Regions from separate parts of the Triticum aestivum genome. Here region 1 is linked to region 2. Evidence: chromatin contacts called from public Hi-C data. All regions are on one chromosome and are shown on one strand. Each heading gives the region's core, a stretch centred on a gene start, on an enhancer-like site or on the middle of the called end of the contact. The rest is flanking DNA. Distances are from core to core; before and after follow the strand shown. Region 1 holds the start of LOC123187750 (probable carboxylesterase 18). Region 2 holds the start of LOC123187746 (nodulation protein H).

Evidence for each region. Hi-C and Micro-C count contacts between places; a contact is called where the count stands out from the background.
Region 1: a contact with region 2 is called in a Hi-C map of leaf, with 2.6 times the contacts expected there. The contact joins the promoter of LOC123187750 here to the promoter of LOC123187746 in region 2. A contact is called at or near these places in 2 of 5 Hi-C or Micro-C datasets (both in leaf).

What each region holds. Positions count from the first base shown.
Region 1 is chr2A:93,030,659-93,036,209 of IWGSC CS RefSeq v2.1, forward strand. It overlaps LOC123187750 (probable carboxylesterase 18), which reads right to left and starts at 1,321. Exons shown (of 1, transcript XM_044599675.1): 1 at 1-1,321. The coding sequence starts at 1,155. LOC123191563 (probable carboxylesterase 18) reads right to left here and starts at 3,323. Exons shown (of 1, transcript XM_044604247.1): 1 at 2,721-3,323. The coding sequence starts at 3,275. The coding sequence ends at 2,721.
Region 2 is chr2A:92,633,618-92,639,100 of IWGSC CS RefSeq v2.1, forward strand. LOC123187746 (nodulation protein H) reads right to left here and starts at 3,257. Exons shown (of 7, transcript XM_044599670.1): 1 at 2,625-3,257; 2 at 2,372-2,527; 3 at 1,925-2,166; 4 at 1,577-1,835; 5 at 929-1,108; 6 at 371-526; 7 at 1-279. The coding sequence starts at 2,374. The coding sequence ends at 103.

The DNA.
Region 1 (5,551 bases), core at 71-2,570, 400 kb after region 2:
GTCGCACGTGGTGGTTTCCATGAAGTTCTTAACGTCCTTGACGAGCTTCCCGGCGTCGGGGAGCTTCGGGAACATGTAGAAGCCATGGATGGCGTCCGGAAACTCCAGCACCCGCACCGCCTTCCCCTTCCGCCGCAGCATGGCGGGGTACCGCCGCTGCCAGTCTTGCAGCGGGTCGAACCCGCCGATCACCACCATCGCCGGCGGGAACGCCTCCGGCAGCTCGGGCTCCGGGCCCGCCTCGCCAGTCACGTGCGCTGCCGGGTGGTTCCGGTCGGCCCCCTCCGGCAGGAACGCCTTCCAGGACCAATCCGAGCGGCGCATGTTCACCACCGGCCCCACGCCCTCCAGCCTCAGCTCTGCTTCGGTGCGCTCCTCGCCGCCGAAGTACGGCTGCAGCAGGATGATGCCGGCGAGGCGGACGGGGTTATTGGAGGAAGCAGCGGCGGACGAGGTCCACCGGTGGGCCACGTGGTGGGCGATGTTGCCGCCGGCGCTGTCCCCGAAGAGGAAGCACCGGGAGAGGTCGACCGGGACGCCGATGTCGGCAGGTAGGCCGGTGGTGGCAAGGTAGCTGAGCACGTCCGCGCAGTCATCGTAGGCGGCGGGGTAACGGTGCTCGGGCGCGCGGCGGTAGTTGACGGAGACGACCACGGCGCCCAGCTCGCGGCAGAAGCGGCGGCACATGGCGTCCAGGGGCGCGGACGCCGCGGAGAGCAGCGCGAAGCCGCCGCCGTGGAAGTACACGAGGACAGGGAGCGGAGTGGCCTCAGCGTTATCCGCGGACGGGGAGAAGACGCGCGCCCAGAGGCTCCTTGCGGGGTCGACGACGACGTCGACGGAGCGGACGCCGAGCGCGTCCGGGCGCGGCCTCGCCGAGGTCTGCCGGTCGGCGAGCGAGAAGAGGGAGCGGTTCACTGTGCCGTCGCGGCGCTGCGAGAGGTCGCAGAAGGCCCCGAGCGCGAGCACCTGGAGCCGCACCGTCCACGGCAGCACCGGAGGCGCCGGCCGCGCGCTCTCGGCTCCCGCCATCAATTTCTTCGTTTCGCTGCCCTTTCTCCGTTGTGCACACGGGAGAACGACGCAAATGCTGAAGCAATGGAAGAAGATTTTGGCACCTACTCGTATTTCCGGACGGAGGAAGTATACATCCATGAGGGTGACGGCAATCCGTGTCCGATCCGATCGCGACGCGGACAATGTATGTCGCCGACGATGGTTTGAAGATGATCATCGTGTGAAGCAGAGCGTCTGCAGTGACGTGTAGCTGCGGGCTACTGCATATGTACTTCACTCCACCCGCCTCGTTTCGGCTCCCCAATATGAATGATCGAAACGGGCGCGTCCAGCCGGCGTCGCCGCTGACACGCCACCGGTGGAGAACCAGGGACGATGATTAACGACCACTAGTGCTGAACCGGACATGCGTCGCACGTTGCACTAATCTATCTTGTGGCTGCAGACTGTTGAGCGGCCACTGGATCTGACGCAATCGAGCTGTTGAACGTCTTCGTCTACTTTGCAGTCTTCTTGCAGAAATATTCGCAGCAGATATTGTGTTGCATTTTTTTTCTCTCTTTGCAACATAGGTTTGTTGTTGGATTTTTTTACATAGGTCGTGTTTTAGAATTTTGTTTCCGGTCTTCATTTGTTTTTCAACAATGGTGATGTTGTGAAAGAACTTTTGCAGCATAGGTAATGTTGCAGAAATTTTTGAAACTGAAAATAATGTGCAAAAATGCCGCCGTCTTTTGCCTACATCAAGCGCGTCGCCGCCGACCTCAACAGAGCAACATCACGCCCATTCCCACTATCACAGAAGCACGCTGCTGCTACCGCCATTGCAGAAGCACGTCGGGGGAGCACAACCACCACCGCCAACAACCACCCTCACCGCCGCGTACCACCACCCTTGTCCTACCACTACCATCCGTACCTGAATGAGTCGAGGTCGTCCATCACTGGCGGAGATTTGGTTGTCGTCATCACCGCGGGGGTCTGCCTCTGTAGGCGCGCACCGCCGCCCTCCCTAGGCCTAGTTGCTGCAGGATCTAGCCCCTGATCGATAAGGGACTAGTTAGAGGGGTTAGCTCCTGACTGTCCGATGAATAGTCCATCCGACGGACACGAAGGGGGCAGATGCTCAACTGGGATTGTTTAGTTGAAGGAAATAATTTTCCTTTCATGAGGGGTTGTCTAATCATTAGTCGACTGATTTTCACCTTATGTGCTTAGTTACATTTCTTCACTCTTTTCCTTCTTATGTCTTTTCGCTTTTTTTCTTTTTCTAATTTATTTTTCTTCTTTTTTATTCGGAACGATTTTGTTCTTTTTCTTTTTTTTCCATTTCGTGAATTTTTCTTGAGTTCATGCACTTTTTTTGTTTTTTTGAATTCATGAACTTTTTTTCGAGTTCAAGGAACTGTTTTTCAAAAGTTGATGAATTTTTTTATGAAATCGATGAACTTTTTTTTTTCAAATGAATGAACTATTTTTTCAAATCCGGTGACCATTTTTAAAATTGATGAACTTTTTAAAAAATTGATGAACATTTTTGGAAAAATTTCACCGAATTTGGAAAAAAGTTCATCGATCAAATCAAATTTGAAAAAAGTTCATCGTTTTTGAAATCAAGTTCATTGAATTTTAAAAGTTCATCAATTTTTTTAAAAAAATTGATCATTTACGAAAAAGAACAAGAAAATAAAATGTTCCGCGAACTAAAGAGAATAAAAGGAGAAAAGAGAATAAAAGGAGAAAAGGAGAAAAGGAGAAAATGTTCCGATGTCGGCAGGGAGGCCAGCGGTGCCAAGGTAGCTGAGCACGTCCGCGCAGTCATCGTAGGCAGCGGAGTAGCGGTGCTCGGGCGCCAGGCGGTAGTTGACGGAGACGCCCACGGCGCCCAGCTCGCGGCAGAAGCGGCGGCACATCGCGTCCAGGGGCGCGGACGCAGCGGAGAGCAGCGCGAAGCCGCCACCGTGACAGTACACGACGACCGGGAGCGGCGCCGCCTCGGGTTTACCCGCGGACGTGGAGAAGACGCGCGCCCAGAGGTTTCTGTGGGCGTCGACGACGACGTCGGCAGAGCGGACGCCGAGCGCGTTCGGGCGCGGCCTCGCCGGGGTCAGGCGGTCGGCGAGGGAGAAGAGGAAGCGGTTCACGGTGCCGTCGCGGCGCTGCGAGAGGTCGCAGAAGGCCCCGAGCGCGAGCACCTGGAGCCGCACCGTCCACGGCAGCACCGGAGGCGCCGGCCGCGCGCTCTCGGCTCCCGCCATCAGTTTCTTGGCTCTTCTACTTGGCCGCCTCCATCTAGCTGCTCTTTCTCCGTTGTGCGCAGGAGAGAATAACGCAAATGCTGAAGCAATGAAAGAAGATTTTGGCACCTACCTACTCCGACAAGTATACATCCATGAGGGTGACTGCAATCCGGATCGCGGACAATGTATGTCGCCGACGATGGTTTGAGGATGATCATCGTGTGAAGCAGAGCGTCTGCAGTGACGTGTCGCTCTCCACCCGCCTCATTTCGGCTCCCCAATATGAATGATCGAAACGGGCGCGTACAGCCGGCGTCGCCGCTGACACGCCGCCGGTCGAAGTCGACCGCGTGGAGAACCAGGGACGATGATTAACGACCACTAGTCCTGAACCGGACATGCAATGCACGTTGCACAAATCTATCTTGTGGCTTTCCAGTGTTTAAAAAAACGTTCACTGACTGGAAAAGTCTGAAAAAAATCAGAAAAAGTAATTCACGTATTCGCTTCTTGAACTTTATACATCCATTGATTCTTCTCGAATAAACAATCTGAGAAAACCCAAAATTGGGAAAGTTCACCGATTTTTTTAACGACTTTGAATATTTGTTGGCGAATTTGCAAAAGTTCACGAATTTTGATTTTTTTGCAAATTTAAAAAATGTTCATGGGTTTGAAAATAGTTGATGGATTCAAAAATATTCAAGAAATAAATGTTGGCTTTCAAAAAAACTTTGTGAGTTTGAAAGAAAGGTTACAATCTTCAAAACAAAGTTTGTATTTTTTTAAGAAAACATGAGTTTAAAAAATGTTCATGGATTTTTACAAAGTTCAATATTTTAAAAAAGTTTATAATTTTGAAAACATTCATGTGTCTGAAAAAGTTCACGGATTCTAAAAAAGTTCAGGTTTTGAAAATAAATCACGGGTTTTGAAAAAGGTTCACTAATTCAAGATATGTTTATGAATTTTAGAAAATTTCATTAAAAATAGAAAAAAGTAATATAGAAAAGAGAAAAAAAGCAAACAAAACCGGTCCAAAAAAAGAAAAAGGAAAACTGGTTGGAAGATTCTAGAAGCTACACAAAACTAGTTGGAAGCTTCTAGAAACTTCCCCAAAACCAGTTGATGTAAAAAGCCGTTCGTGAAAAGAAAGACAAACAATGTTACATTTGCCGACCCATTGCATTCGGAGGGGTGTCCGCCATTTGCAGTTAAGCCTATAAGTGCCACAAAGGACGCCAGATACGGATTGGGGTTGGTTCGCTCCGTCGATGGCTGAACTGTCAATCGTTTGACCGGTCAGTGATGCACTTTTGTAAAAAAAAGGATCTGAATAATTATTAAAAACATTTTATTCAAGACTTGGATTTGAAAAAAATAGATTTGCAAAAAAATACACAATAAGAAAAAAAATCATAATTTCAAAAATAGCAGTTCTGCAAAGGAGTTCTATGATTGTGAAAAGGTAGGAATTTAAAAACATTCATAAATATGACAAACATGTGTGGATTTGAATATATTCATGCATTTGAAAAAGTTCACGGATCAGAAAAGGTTCATGGATTTGAAAAATGTTCAAGAGTTTTGTAAAATGTTCATGAGTGTGAAAAATGTTTGCCAACTAAAAAAATGCTCACAAATTTACTGAACGTTCACGAATTCATTAAAAGTTTGTGGGTTTGAAAAAAGTTCATAAATTTGAAAAATCTCATGGCTTTGAGAAAAGTTCAAGAATTTGAAATCATTTGTGAATTTGAAAATAGTCTATGCATTCAGGGGAAAATGTAAATTCAAACAAAGTTCACGTATTTGAAAATTTTCATACATTTGGAAAAAAATTGCGCAGCAAGAAAAGAAAAAGAAAAAGGAAAAAGAAAAAACTAACAGAAAACCAGAAAAGAAAAACAAAGGAGCGACCCTCTACATGGGCTGGCTCATTATGTACGACTAGTGTACACTGGTTTGCGAAATGAACTAAAGCCAGAGCCAAGTAGCATTTGGTTGAATCCCTAAAAAAAGCATTTGGTTGATCGGCTCAGTCTGGGAGGTAAAGGAAACGCCTAAAAGGACCTTGGGGAAGTTATGCAAGCACCTATGCGTGGTGAGACAGAAATTATGAAAAAAGAAGTGGCTGGGCTTGTTGAATAATTTTTGGAATTAGAAGAAATTCACTGGCCCTATTGATCGCGGATAAATTGGTTGAAAACAGAGACATAAATACGGAATTCTTTCACGAGTTTGCGTTGGCGAGTAGAAAAAGAAATATAATTACTCTTCTCAAGAATAATCAT
Region 2 (5,483 bases), core at 2,007-4,506:
AATCAACCCTCTGGAGACTACAGGTCTACAGACTTCCACTACTCTGTGGTCTGAAGAGTCCCTTGCAAATGATCTTGAACCTACATCAGAATCCCGAACGCATCACTTCACGTAATCTGCGCCATCGAGGAAACGCGCGTACTCTGTCCTGTTGAGTCTGCTGTTCACATCCTCCCAGTTCCTGACAAGATCCGGAAGCGGGCGCGTATGGATCTTCACCTGCCTGCTCACCAGTTTCCTCACCGGAACACCGAGGAATTCCTGCACCTGGAACAATACCTGCACACACAGAGGCAGAGACGTGCTATTAAGGTAAACCATACTCTATCAATACTTCGTTAGGGCATCCAAATGAGTTCTACTCCAGTACATTTCTGTTTCTGATTATGTCCTCGTAGTAGAGGATCATGCGCCGTGTCGTGTTGAAGCTGTCCAAGCAGTCTCCCATGTACTTCTCGACGTCCCTGATGTTTGAAACCAGGGTTGACACGTCCAGTTCTGGTTTGAATTTTGCGAGTATCTCGGCCTGGCAGAGAACAAAATAGACTTATCAGATGAAAGCACCAGCTAGTATGACCAACAGGTTGCAAATGAAAAGTCAGTTATGATGGTTGTTCGAAAGAGAGAGGAAGTGCATCAGTGTGCACCGGTTTAACATTTTATTCTGCTCATTCCAGATATTATCGACAATGGCGTTACAATCTTTCTTAAATGCAAAAGCAGAAGATTAAAGTTTGACCAGAAGTTCAAAGTTAGTTTTAGGATTTTAGCATTTCAGAGCCCCATGTCAGCAAAGAGGTAGTTTAGCTGTATGGTTTCAGAACCAGGGTAAGAAAACAAGTGCCTCGCATTTATGCGAAAAAACGTGAGGGAACAGAGCAAAGTCACTGCAGTAAATTTACTGGAATTCTCTGTGCATCGACGATACCTCTTCTTCCGAGTGAACGTGAGATTTATGGGTTCCATTCAGCTGCTTTGCATCTCTGTCATAGTTGTTGGCCAACACAGAGATAAGCCTGCGCAATGTATTTCTCCTGAAGAGAAATATCACTGAGACACCCTTCTTGTTCAAATAACTAAGTATTTCATCATGATGGTCCATAAAACCCTGGAAAACACAACCATAGCAGTTAATGACATAGAAATATTTTTTTCACTTGTTATCACTAGGCATAATGTTGTTAATGCTAACGGTACACTGAACAATACAAACATCAACATCAATAATCATGATTGACCAACCTGGCTTTTAGAAAAGTTTGGTATCATTAACGTGACCTGACATAGCACTGACATCTGAGAAATGCAGGCATGTTATGGTGTGGTACACTTCAAAACTCTTAACTGCAGTTTCAACATTATCTGAACCTTTGGCAAGCAAACCAGATCATAAGGCCAGTTTGCTCTCCATATTTCTATCCACAATAAATAGACTAGATTGCAATATAAATAACTATGGCAAGGCACAGCTTCAAAGTGTACAATTTCTGAAATCACGGATAACAAAGCAGCCAAACTACCGAAGAAATGCTGAACCTCCAAACATGGACCGAGAAAACAGATGAGGTTTAAATACCTGATTTAGCATCCACTTGAATCCAAATGCAGCCGTGCACTCATTCTTTGCTGCACTTGTGAGCCAGTCCAAGTCATACAGTTTGTCGAGTGTTTGTACGATGGACGATATATTTTGTCTTCTATCCACTCTGTTGAATATTTCGCCGTTCGAGCTGATGTTAGGGTGGCTGTTTAGCAGTGTCTCGAACCATCCACTTCCCGATCTTTGCATCGACACGATCACAAAGAACCGAACAGGATTACACGAGCATTCCGCCCTATGGAAAGAAACATGTGTCAGAAAATCTGCATACTCGCCAGGGGGATGCCAATAAAGAGTTTGTCCATCCTATAAAAGGAAAATTACCTGCTGTAACCCTTTGGCTTTGGGAAGTGCACGTAGGGCAGCTCCTCACTTGGAACATAAGGCTTTGCGCAAACATGTTCATCTTGTTCTTGTGCACCATTCTCCTCCACATGCTTGCTCTCCATCCTTATCTGATTGAAGGAGAGGTAGCACACATAGAGGCCAAAGAGCGCGATGAGGAAGACGAGGGTCGGCCGCGGCGGCAACGACGCCCCCTTGGAGCCTTTGAGCGGATATGGGTGCTGCAAGTTATTACCAAATCCATCCATGGTCAGATACTGCTGTTGCTAATACTGAACAAATAAGTAGCACCAAATCCATGGTGAGATACTGTTAGTAGTAATGAACAAATAAATAGTACCAAATCCATGGTGAGATACAGTTACTAATAATGAACAAATAAATAGTAGTAATACCAAATCCAGAAGCAGAGCGGTGGTACGGTACCATTTTGTGACTGAAAGTCTGTAGCAGAAGAAGATTCAGTGCGTGGGCCGGGTTCTGGTCCTCCTGCTCGCGCACAGCAGCAGAGTAACATGCCGAGGTCTCCTCATGGATGTCAGCAGCAGCTGGCCATGTGTGTTGGATGAATCGTCGCGCATCCTGGTAGGTAAAATTACAAATTCCTGCAGTCAGCAAACCCAGCAAAACACTCCCGCAAAAGAAAAGAAAAAGGAAAAGAACTCGTAATAGTACATACCAGCACCTAAGACTCTGCTAATTTCAAGAAAAGAAAAGCACCAGGACTCTGCCGAAAGGGATGCTTCCGGGAAACCGGGAGAACCCTAGGCTGAGGGGGAGGGAGAAGGGAGAGAAGCCCCGGGGCAGGATTCGGCGCCGAGAAATGGCGGAAAGGAGAGTTGGGCGAAGAGCGTTCCCGCGAAATGCCGGCGCGAATCTGCCGCCGAGAGCCTCGGCACGAAATCAGGAACCCGCGGGCCGGATTCGAGCTCCGAGGCGGCGAAGAACCCAAAGCCGGCCGGCTGGTTGGAGCAGGAGCAGGAGCAGGAGGCGGAGGAGGAAGACGAGCCCAGGTGAGATTTTGCTTCCCCGCGCCGCACAAGACAGGCAGCTCTGGGAGAGACCACGCGAAAAGGGAGGAGGGATCCCAACGGAACGGAAGAGTCACACGGCACGAACAGCCCCTCACACCTCAGCTGGCGCGTCAGCAGGAATCGCTCCCAGCTTCCCTCCCTCCCTCTCTCTCTCTCTCTCTAATTTATAGTAAGAGTGAGGGAGATAATGGAGCACGAACGAGCTCGGGTTTTTTTAAGGAAGAAGAAAGGAGAAGGGAATGGAGCAGGAACGGGTTTAGAGTTTGATTATTCGACGAAAGGGTGTGAACGACCGACGGGGAAGAAGAAGAAATTAGCTCAATTAGTTAATGCGGAGGAATTAGGAAATTGGGAGTGAGCGCGGCTGCCGCCTGCCTTGAGCCCTTGACGCACAAAGTGCAGGCGGAGTTAATGAAGAGGGGGGCCGTCGCTGCGCCCGGTCTTGGTGGACCATCGTCGATTAAACCAAGTGGATGGGTGATGTCAATCAAAAAATAGAAAGAAAGAAAAAACCCAAAGGGATGGATGATGGTGCCGGCAGCCTCGAGAGACCTTTTTTTGTGAACAAAAAGCGGTTTCATCAGGCTATTGTTGTGGATCTGGTCCGTCCTCTCGGGTGGAGCGTCGGCTTGACCCGCGATGCTCGGCGTTTCACCGACACATCCTCATCATCATCCTTCTCCAAATGTCGCCGCGCGCCGCTCGGCGTACTACGCGACCAGTCCAGGCGCACCAGTTGTTCCATGCACAGGTTGTGATTTACTCCCTCCGGTCCTTTTTGCTCTGCATATTAGAATTCTCTAAAGTCAAACTTCACAAAGTTTGACCGTATTTATAAGAAAAAATATCATAATCTGCCAGCTAAAGTTATACAATATGAAACTTTAAGTCATGACACATCTATTGATATTGATTTCAGATTGTGAATGTTGGTATTTTTTCTATAAAGTTGGTTAAACTTTACGAGGCTTGACTTCAGTCAAATCTTATATGCGAACTGAAAAGGACCGGAGATTGTGTGCGCCCAATTGTCAAACAAAAAAGAAACAGAAGATTGTGCGCGCCCAAGCCATCCTGATGGCGTGTCTGCCTGTTTGCCCGCCCTCTGAATTCTTTTACACGAAAACGATTTGGCGCTTCGACAAGTAACACGGACCGCCGTATTATTCACATCTTGATTTGTCTCTTCGTTTCTTTCCTTTCTAAATGCAGGTCGTGTGTCTTTTTTTTTTGCAAATAAATGTAGGTCATGTTGGGATTCGAAATGTCGCCACACGCGCTTTGGTGCAGACGACTAATCCCGACGTGTCGGTAGTTTTATGAGTGGGTATTACTTCCCAAATGTTAGACACAAGTGAAGTCTATTTTAAACCTTGATAATGTAGAGCGTGACGCAAATAAACCCCGGCGTTCAAATCCCTGAAGTCTATACCCTAACCTCTCTGATCCTGGTTGTAATCGCCCCTACGCCAGGATTAGGACTGGATTTGCTGACATGGCATCGGGAAATGATGGGATTGCAAATTAAAAATGCCACGTGAAGACGCGCCGCGGCTGCTGCTCCAGCTGCCATTGAGCTCCTTTGCTAGCTCTGCCCCGCCATCTGCCATCTGAATCTCAGTTTCAGTGGCTGCGTTCGGACGCATGCCACATATCCATGTTTTTTCTCACGATTTTTTTGGCCACTTAATCATAACATATTTCATGCAAATAACAGTAACTTGTATGCCTGATTGTGTTTGCTAACACTTATTCTGGTTTCACCAATCAAATCGTAAACAGTAGTCAATATTTTTCCCCTTAAATAAAATAGACTGTACACAAATTCTTTCTGATACAGGCAGAAGAACAGAGGTAATCATCCGCAAAAAGGAAAAAAAAACAGAGGTAATCAGTAAATTCATCTTGTTATTATTGCCTTATTATCTGACGAATAGTAAATCATGGCCTACAATATGGACAATCGAAAATGACAGAAGAACATTTCCAACTACACTTGATTATATATATAATACTCCTAGTAATCAATAATGAATCATGGGCGATGGCGATGAGGAAATCCAATCCATGCAGGCAACAACACGATGGTCCATGGAGGCACGCAAGAAGGGGGCTGAGCTCCGACCATGATCACACGGCGGCGGCATGAATGAATCGAACGGCGATGTGGGCCATGCAGCCGTACTCACGGGCGTGGGCGGCCACGGGGACAGCGTTGGCCGGGGTTGAGGGTGTCCTCGCTGCTCTTGGACGCCACCAGCGCCGCCGTGAACTGCCCAAAAGTCCGGCCGTACACGTTGACCTGCAGGTTGTCGAGCGCGTCGCGGAGCAGGCCAGCGGTGCCGTCGTAATGCGCAGGCAGTGGTTGAACCGCGCGCTGCGCGAGCAGTCGGTGTCGGCGGCGTCATCAGCCTCGAGCTCCACCAAGCACCAGATCGCCGATCTTGGACTCTGTGCTGGCGGCATGGTCGACGGCGATCCTTTGGCGAGCATCGCACATCGCA